Linked DNA regions of Anas platyrhynchos: region 1 is linked to region 2. A link is a contact called in public Hi-C data. All regions are on one chromosome and are shown on one strand. Each heading gives the region's core, a stretch centred on a gene start, on an enhancer-like site or on the middle of the called end of the contact. The rest is flanking DNA. Distances are from core to core; before and after follow the strand shown.

The links. A called contact is a pair of places that touch in the nucleus more often than the background predicts.
Region 1: a contact with region 2 is called in a Hi-C map of small yellow follicle, with 2.4 times the contacts expected there. The contact joins the promoter of TUNAR here to the enhancer-like site in region 2. A contact is called at or near these places in 5 of 8 Hi-C or Micro-C datasets (F1 follicle, F5 follicle, liver and 2 more).

What each region holds. Positions count from the first base shown.
Region 1 is chr5:15,190,746-15,194,299 of IASCAAS_PekinDuck_T2T, forward strand. TUNAR (transmembrane neural differentiation associated intracellular calcium regulator) reads right to left here and starts at 1,421. Exons shown (of 4, transcript XM_072038326.1): 1 at 1,224-1,421. It overlaps GLRX5 (glutaredoxin 5), which reads right to left. Exons shown (of 2, transcript XM_027459380.3): 2 at 3,018-3,554.
Region 2 is chr5:15,104,598-15,108,279 of IASCAAS_PekinDuck_T2T, forward strand. The region is part of intron 2 of TUNAR (transmembrane neural differentiation associated intracellular calcium regulator); the gene reads right to left. Among named protein-coding and RNA genes, the nearest start is that of TUNAR, 86 kb to the right of the region's middle. Within about 2 kb of position 1,779, at least 2 of the 8 cell types and tissues checked have an H3K27ac peak or open chromatin away from gene starts, as enhancers often do. A contact at or near this core is called in F5 follicle, where this site is marked.

The DNA of each region.
Region 1 (3,554 bases), core at 171-2,670, 86 kb after region 2:
TTTTATACAACAGAATGGTCTTTCTAGCCAAAACTGCCTTTGCTCCTAGCCAACTCCGTTACCTCCAGGAAAACTAGACACTTGTGAGAAGCTAGACAGTAAGGCAGAGTTTATAAATCCAAAGATATTCCCCCAATCCTAAATCAATTAGGATATAAATTCATAGTTCTGTTTTTGATACTTCTAGTACAAGAACTCAGATGTTTTCCAAGAAGGAACATTTTTTTAAAAAAGCAGTAAAGACTACCTGGAAATTACACACACAGGCGAAACAGCACAGGTTCTGTGCCAACAATGTAGATCTTGTTTTTATTTCAGCTTAAATCAAATAAAGCCTGAATCTACAACGTGAATTTTTGTACGTACCTTTCAAGGCAAATTACTGAAAATAGAAACTGAACCCTTCACTACCTCAATCCTTTTTTTCTAACTAAAATCTGTTTTCCATAAATGATACATGGGGATAGGCCCCAAACAGTTAAATCAATTAGCAGCTTCTGTATCCAGGAGCATGCCACATAAGAGATCTCGGTGCACTAAGACAGCGCTGTTCAATGGAATAAGCAGCCTCCCAGCAAAAAGATGTAACACACAAAAAAAGCAAGCAGCACTATAGACAATTCCAAAACTTCAAACCCTCTTTAACTCGTTGTCTTTCCACCTTTGCTTACAGAGACGTTAACAAGTGCTGCCTGTCTCATAATAGGTGAGCATTTTTTGCTTACATAGTCCTGTATTATGAATGTTGAAAAACCTGTTGTAAGGAGATCTGTTTTTCTCCTGGGGGGTAGGGGGGGGAGGTTGGGGGTAAGGACACAAACCAGATTAGACAAGGATTTACTGTTCAGCCTGCCAGGTTTACATTTTAATATTACCATTCTTAGATGCCCGCACTGAAAAGGCCTTGACTGGATTACTAGTGCCAGTTTGGGAGAGGTTTCCCTTAGTATGATTCTCTGATTTCACATTCCCATACTTTTTCTATGCGTTTTATTATCATTAACAGTCTCCTGGGAAGTTAAAAAAAGTAAATAAATTTCTAGCCCACCTTTCTGAAGAATACACTGAGAAAATAAGGCTCTATATTAACAGACCCAAATAAAGGCACTTGAAACACCTCAGGACATTTTACACTTCTCTTTTCATGATAGACAAGAAAAACAAAACATTGACCACACTGTTAAAGCAAGGAAAAGGACACTGATGCCAGAAAATTCACTTACCACGTAACCCATTAGGGTGTTGGGAGCCAGTAGCAGCTTGTTTTCTCTGGGAAACAACTCTTGGCTTAACTGATTTGAGTTCTTCCAAATAAAAATTAGCAAGGTAATAAAATGACATCTGTAACTGGCTTCCGTCTGCCCCATCAGTTCAACAAGAGCAAAGAAACCCACCCCTCTTTGGTGGAGGCCTAACCTTTCTGAAATCAGACTGCTTGTATTATATAACTGTTCTCATTTGCTTTAATCAAACCACCTTGCTGTATATGCAGCAGGTGAGAAGTGTTACAAGATGCAAAGGATTACCTTAATTAATGATCTGGTGAACAGCTTGGTTCACTTAGCTCAGCCTTTTACCCCAACAGCAGTATCACAGGCATCCTCAGAGGACCATACAAGTAATTACAATCATAGTAGAGAACTCCAGCATGTCAATCATTCATACTACAGTCCCATACTAATAGAATGATAACAGATAATGGTTTACATGCATCCATCTCATCGCAAGCCCTCAGTAGCTCAACACAGCCAAACTGGGTCCACAAGCATCTCACCTTAGGAGCACTCAGCCAGGACACCCACCTGGTATGACACAGGAGAGAGAAGTAATGGGGCTCACGGGGTGTTGCTAGAGCTGGCAGCTCAGTATGACCTACCTTGATCAGGAGACGCCGTTCAGGTGGTAATGCTCGTTCACGCCTTGATGCCTGCTGTGCTGAGATGCAGTCATACATTGGCAACCTCAGGAAAAGGCAGACTTGCTTTTCTTCACCAGAGACAGATGGCAAGGTCAGCACCCTGCCTGCTCTCAGCTGTCTTCTCAGCAACTTCCCAGCCAGCCTTCCCAAGACATGCTCCTGAGCACTATCACCTCTTCCACAATCAGGGAAGCACAAGCAGCGATGCCCAGTGGTGCTCTGCCAGCTGCTGCCTCCTGTGAGGAATCACTCCTCCTGTAGGGAAGTCACCATCACATCCTCCCAGCTATGAACTCCTCATGCACAAGACCCCCCCCACTACAAGCTTTGGGCACCCACTGATTGATATCACCATCTGATTAAGCGGAGAACAAACTAGTGCCAATTTTCTAAAATGATCAACCTGAGAACTAGCTTGTTAGGGGAAATTCTCAATCAGCTCCCAAAATAAGTGTCTTTGTGAGCATCTGAAGCTTTACTGATGTTGATTTTTTTATTGCAATGAGATTAACGTGAATATTTACATAGATAAGATGCAACATGTAAAAAGTGCTCGTGCACACAGCCTGGCACATAAAGGAATGCAGGCAGAAGCCATATTTTATGTACCTACTCCTATGGTTTCGTTACACACACATTTTGGCATTGCTCTTCCTTCTACTTGCTAATTACAAGACATGCTAATTAAGCAAAGGATTGATATAAACAGTACTGCACATTATACAAGTTTTAAACTGAGTAATTAAGAACAAAAAGGGAGAAAAACTATTCATAATTTCAATAACAGCAGAAGCCTGTGGGGGATAGGAGGGGAAATGCTCTTCAGAGGAGAAAGAAGACCTGACAAAGCTAGAATTACCTTTATCTTAAACTAGTACCAGATAATACTGGAAATATTGAACTTTCACAGAATAATAAAGAACAAAGCTCCACAAAACAGCAGACTGGGGGGGTCCTTTTTTTTTTTTAATAGATTTACTAGCCAGACTAATAATTAAACATTGAAGTAGAAAATAAGTGGCTTTTCTTCAAGTTACCTTATTCTTTGTCTACAGTGTATGTCCATTTCATTTGGTCTTTTGACATGAAAAAACAGAAGCTTTTGAAATTCATTTATTTTTCCAAACCTTATTTTACATTCAGAATGGCCAAAAAAACCATGAAAGATTAGCTGTAAGAAAGCTCATTTAACCAGATTTCCAAGAGACAAAGCTGAATTTGAGATATGCATTTCATGAATGTGATACTGTGTATGAACAAAAAAACTGTTGCACTCATATACATAACTAACAATCACAAATGACTGCCTCTGAGCATAGGTTATTCATGATCAGAGTTCATTCTCAAGTCAGTTCTACTGGTACTGGAGCTGAGCAGCTTTTTCATAAACAAGAGAATACAGAGAACATACACGCTGCATTTAATCCAGGAGACAGTGACTGCACTATACACAGCATTTACTGCAACCAGCACATTTCAAAATTTCTGTGAAGGCTGTACAAGTATAGCTTGCCTACTAGACTGCTTGCTCAAGTGAACAAGAGAGAAAACTGGAACTTGCATTAAATCTCATCTACCAGTTCCAGTCTGAACCTCCTCCACTGATAGTTTTTCCTTACTTGCATTTTAGGTTTCA
Region 2 (3,682 bases), core at 529-3,028:
CTGTGGGGTATGCCAGGGAAAAAAAAAAAAAAGAAAAAAAAAAAAAGCCACCCTAAATAAAAATAATTTTCTGTCTGATATCCTCAGATCAAGGTGATATCTGGCTAAGGTTGTGCAATGTACCTGTTAGACCTGAAGAACTCAGACGTACTAGGCAAAGCCCAGATGTTTTAGGCACACAGGCATCCCTAAGACATTAGACATTAGGATGCCCTATAAATTAGGATGTATTACAGAACGTCCCTGCACTTACTGTTACTAGTAGGGCATCCCAACTCTGTATTTCATTTTGGATTGCCCTATCTCCCCAGGCAAACCTCTCTGAGTCCCACTCTGCCAGCCATATAATTCACCAGGTATTGTCTGCAACACCCAAGCCCTTTACTGGATATAGCCCAAATCCCATCTGGCATTTGGACTGTCCCTCACTGATTTTTATGGAAATGAGATTCCCACAGACATTTGAAAATTATTTTTATACCACATTATAGATACAGAAATTTCTTTCAGTAGGTAAACAAGCAACATAATACAGTCATATTTTTATTCCCATTGTCTTTATTCCCTCACAACATGCTTAAGTATTCCCTAGAGCATGTTATTAGATACAATATAAAACCATGACTGATTATAATGATGAGTGATGAGAGAAAAGTGTCCTGGCAGGTGTCTAATAGAATGTAATCACTCGACAGGAAGCGTCTGGTACCATTCAGTAACAATATCTCTCAACCTCAGATTTTTTTTTTTTTTTTCAGATTTCAATATCCAGAAGCCATCCATCTCATTTTCTTTCAGTTTATAAAATTTTGCTTCCTTTTACCCACAACTATTGACAAGACTATTATCTAAACGAATATTAGTGCTTTCTTAATTAGCAGACAATTCAGCTGTGAATCGCACACAAAGCCTTGTCTGTTTTAATAAATGGTTACATTGCTTTACCAGTGCTGAGCGATTAATTACTCAGAAACTGCATTTCGTTTTTCCATGTGGTATTTTCCTAGCATTTGCACTGTGCTTTAACCCATGGAATTGTCAAATAGACTGAGAGTTTTACTCCCAACCTAGGTTTCCCAAGAAATATCAAAAAAAAAAAAAAAAAGAGGCAGTTAACAGCTTGGAACAGGAATCCTTCTGTGCCCCTGATTTTCTGTCCTCACCAAGAGGACATCTGAAATCTGTCTGCCTCAGTGCAGTTAAGTTACCTGTATACTTCTCTACGAATCTGTTCATCTCAAAATATTTTAAGACTTCTACTTACATGTCATTTTCCCCTGTTTTCCTATGGCTTTTTAGTATGTGTAAACAAGACCTGAGACCTCAGGCCTGATTCTTCTTTACATTTGTTCACAACAGCAAATATAAGGCAGGACTAACTCTTCACAGAAGCTGCCCAGGATACATTTGTCAACTTCAACAGGACTTAACTAATTTATACCAGCTCCAAACTTTGCTTATGGTCTTTTACATTCACTTGGCCACAAGATTACAGAAGCTGCAGTGCAGGAAAGTGAACAATTCAGCCCTCTTCCCTCCACCCACATCTTTCATTTGTGTGTAAAACACCTACTCCATTCCAGGAGATACACAGATATGCAACATCAGTAAACTAATGAGGTATAGCCTTGAGGAGAGTCAATTCTACGTGCCTCAAAAGCACCTACATTTGGAAACATAGGGCGGATGTTCAAATGTCGGTCCTGTTTTTGTTAATTAGTAATAAAAGCACATGAAAACCTAACACTGTGTCCACTGTTGTTTATAAACTAAAAAGCTCCATACGGAATGGCAGTAGATAGCCTGGGTGGGTAATCTGCACAGTCTGTTCTGGGCACCAAGGCTTTTAATGGCTTGCTTTTTATCATGCGTCTCAGGAAATATTTTGTCTGATCGATGACTGTTGTATATATACTGCCTGAGCATATTGCAGTCCCATTTCACGTACGGATGTTTTGACTTGCTAACTCAAGTAGAAGAATGCAAGTAAATGATAGGAGTATTTTGCATTTCAATATTAAATGCATTCTGGTTTTAATTAGTAGAAGAACAAGAATTGGTTTACAATAAGGTCCACTAAACCACTTGCAGCACCATCTGCAAAGAATGTCAAGGGCTCTGAGTTAAGCTCATATTAAAAGTGAAGTACTACAACTGATTCTGATCCATGGCTTACCACTCCTCCCTGGACCCTTCAGATATCTCAGGTGTTATCTCCCCTTTTATCACTGTGGCCCATCTTTCTCTTCTGTCTTCATTCACATGGCTGTCCAAAGCTACAAGTTCTGCATTCTGCCTCCAAATATGTTCTGTTCAGCCTAAAGATTGTTCTGAATCCTTCTGTCTTCTCATCCTGGGGAAATTCACCAAAAGTCATGCACTTCTTCAAAAGACTCACATACAGGTGTTTCATCCCTAACAGAGCACCAGAGTTTCACCTATAGTGAATAATTTAATATGAATCATACCCATGTAAATGCAAACATCATCCCACTAGTATGGGATATCCTGTGATGGCAAGCCCTATATCTTTATCAGCACAACAATTTGCCAGCAAAGCAGTAACAAAGCTTTAAATAGTGCCCTTTTAGTAGGCATTTAAGGGTGTTTGATAAAACTCAGCTTACGTATGAATGTAGAAACATCCCTGAGAGAGTTTTTTATTTTCAGATAACAACTATATTAGTTAGGAGATTTGATGATATCTTTAAAGTCGCATAGCAAGCCCATAGCAGAGCTAGAAATAGAGCGCATAAGTTCAACTTCTAACATTCTGTTTGCTACTTAACTTTCTGTTTTCTTATCTCACCAGGAGGTAACTTGCCTGGAACAGCAGCAGGTTACAACTTCAGTACTCAGAACCAGTTTTGCTCCAGCCCATGTTCCCTTTACCCATCAATGAATTGCCAAGATAACTTGCTCAGGAAAAGGATGGGGCTACAACCTTGGCAAGTTTAAAAAAGCTGAGTTCAATCACAGTCAATAGCTAGGGCTGGTCTTCAGCAAAAAAAAAAAAAAATAATCCATTTTTCTATGAGTCCCATAAACATATTTTAAATCCTTTGTAGAATGCCTTCATTTATTAGTATGACAAGGACTTTCTGTAGATGAAGTCTCCTTCGCTACACTGCAGCTTTGCTAGTTATCACAGGCATTCTTATCTGACCAACAAAAGGTTGATCAAACATTCTTTTTATTTAATCAGTATTTTCATTCAAAAGTTAAATAAAGTCTCAGTGACCATTTATCTCACACATAGATAAACGACTGTTTACTATCAGAACATGCTCTTCTACTAAAAGATTTCCATATTGTATTTTCTGAACTGGCAGGTTGGGTTGCTGATAAAATGAATAACCTTACAAATTTAAGGGGGTCTCCAATGAGCCTTACTAAAGCACTCACATTGGCATGCATGAATGATGCTTCAATGCCACATCTTTCACTCAACTGCTACCATGTTGAAATAACTAGTCGCAGTGTTTCATCAAAATGCAAATTACATGACAAAACACAGCTGTGATAAATGACATAAGACAAACAGGAAAGACTGTAACAACACCAAGCTAAGGAATGTTGCCTTGTTCACTTGTAGCTATTATCAGTACCTAAGGAACAGTAGGGAGGTCTATTAGTCCCGGTGTTGGGATGGGCTACCATTTCTCACCCAAAGCTAGAGAAG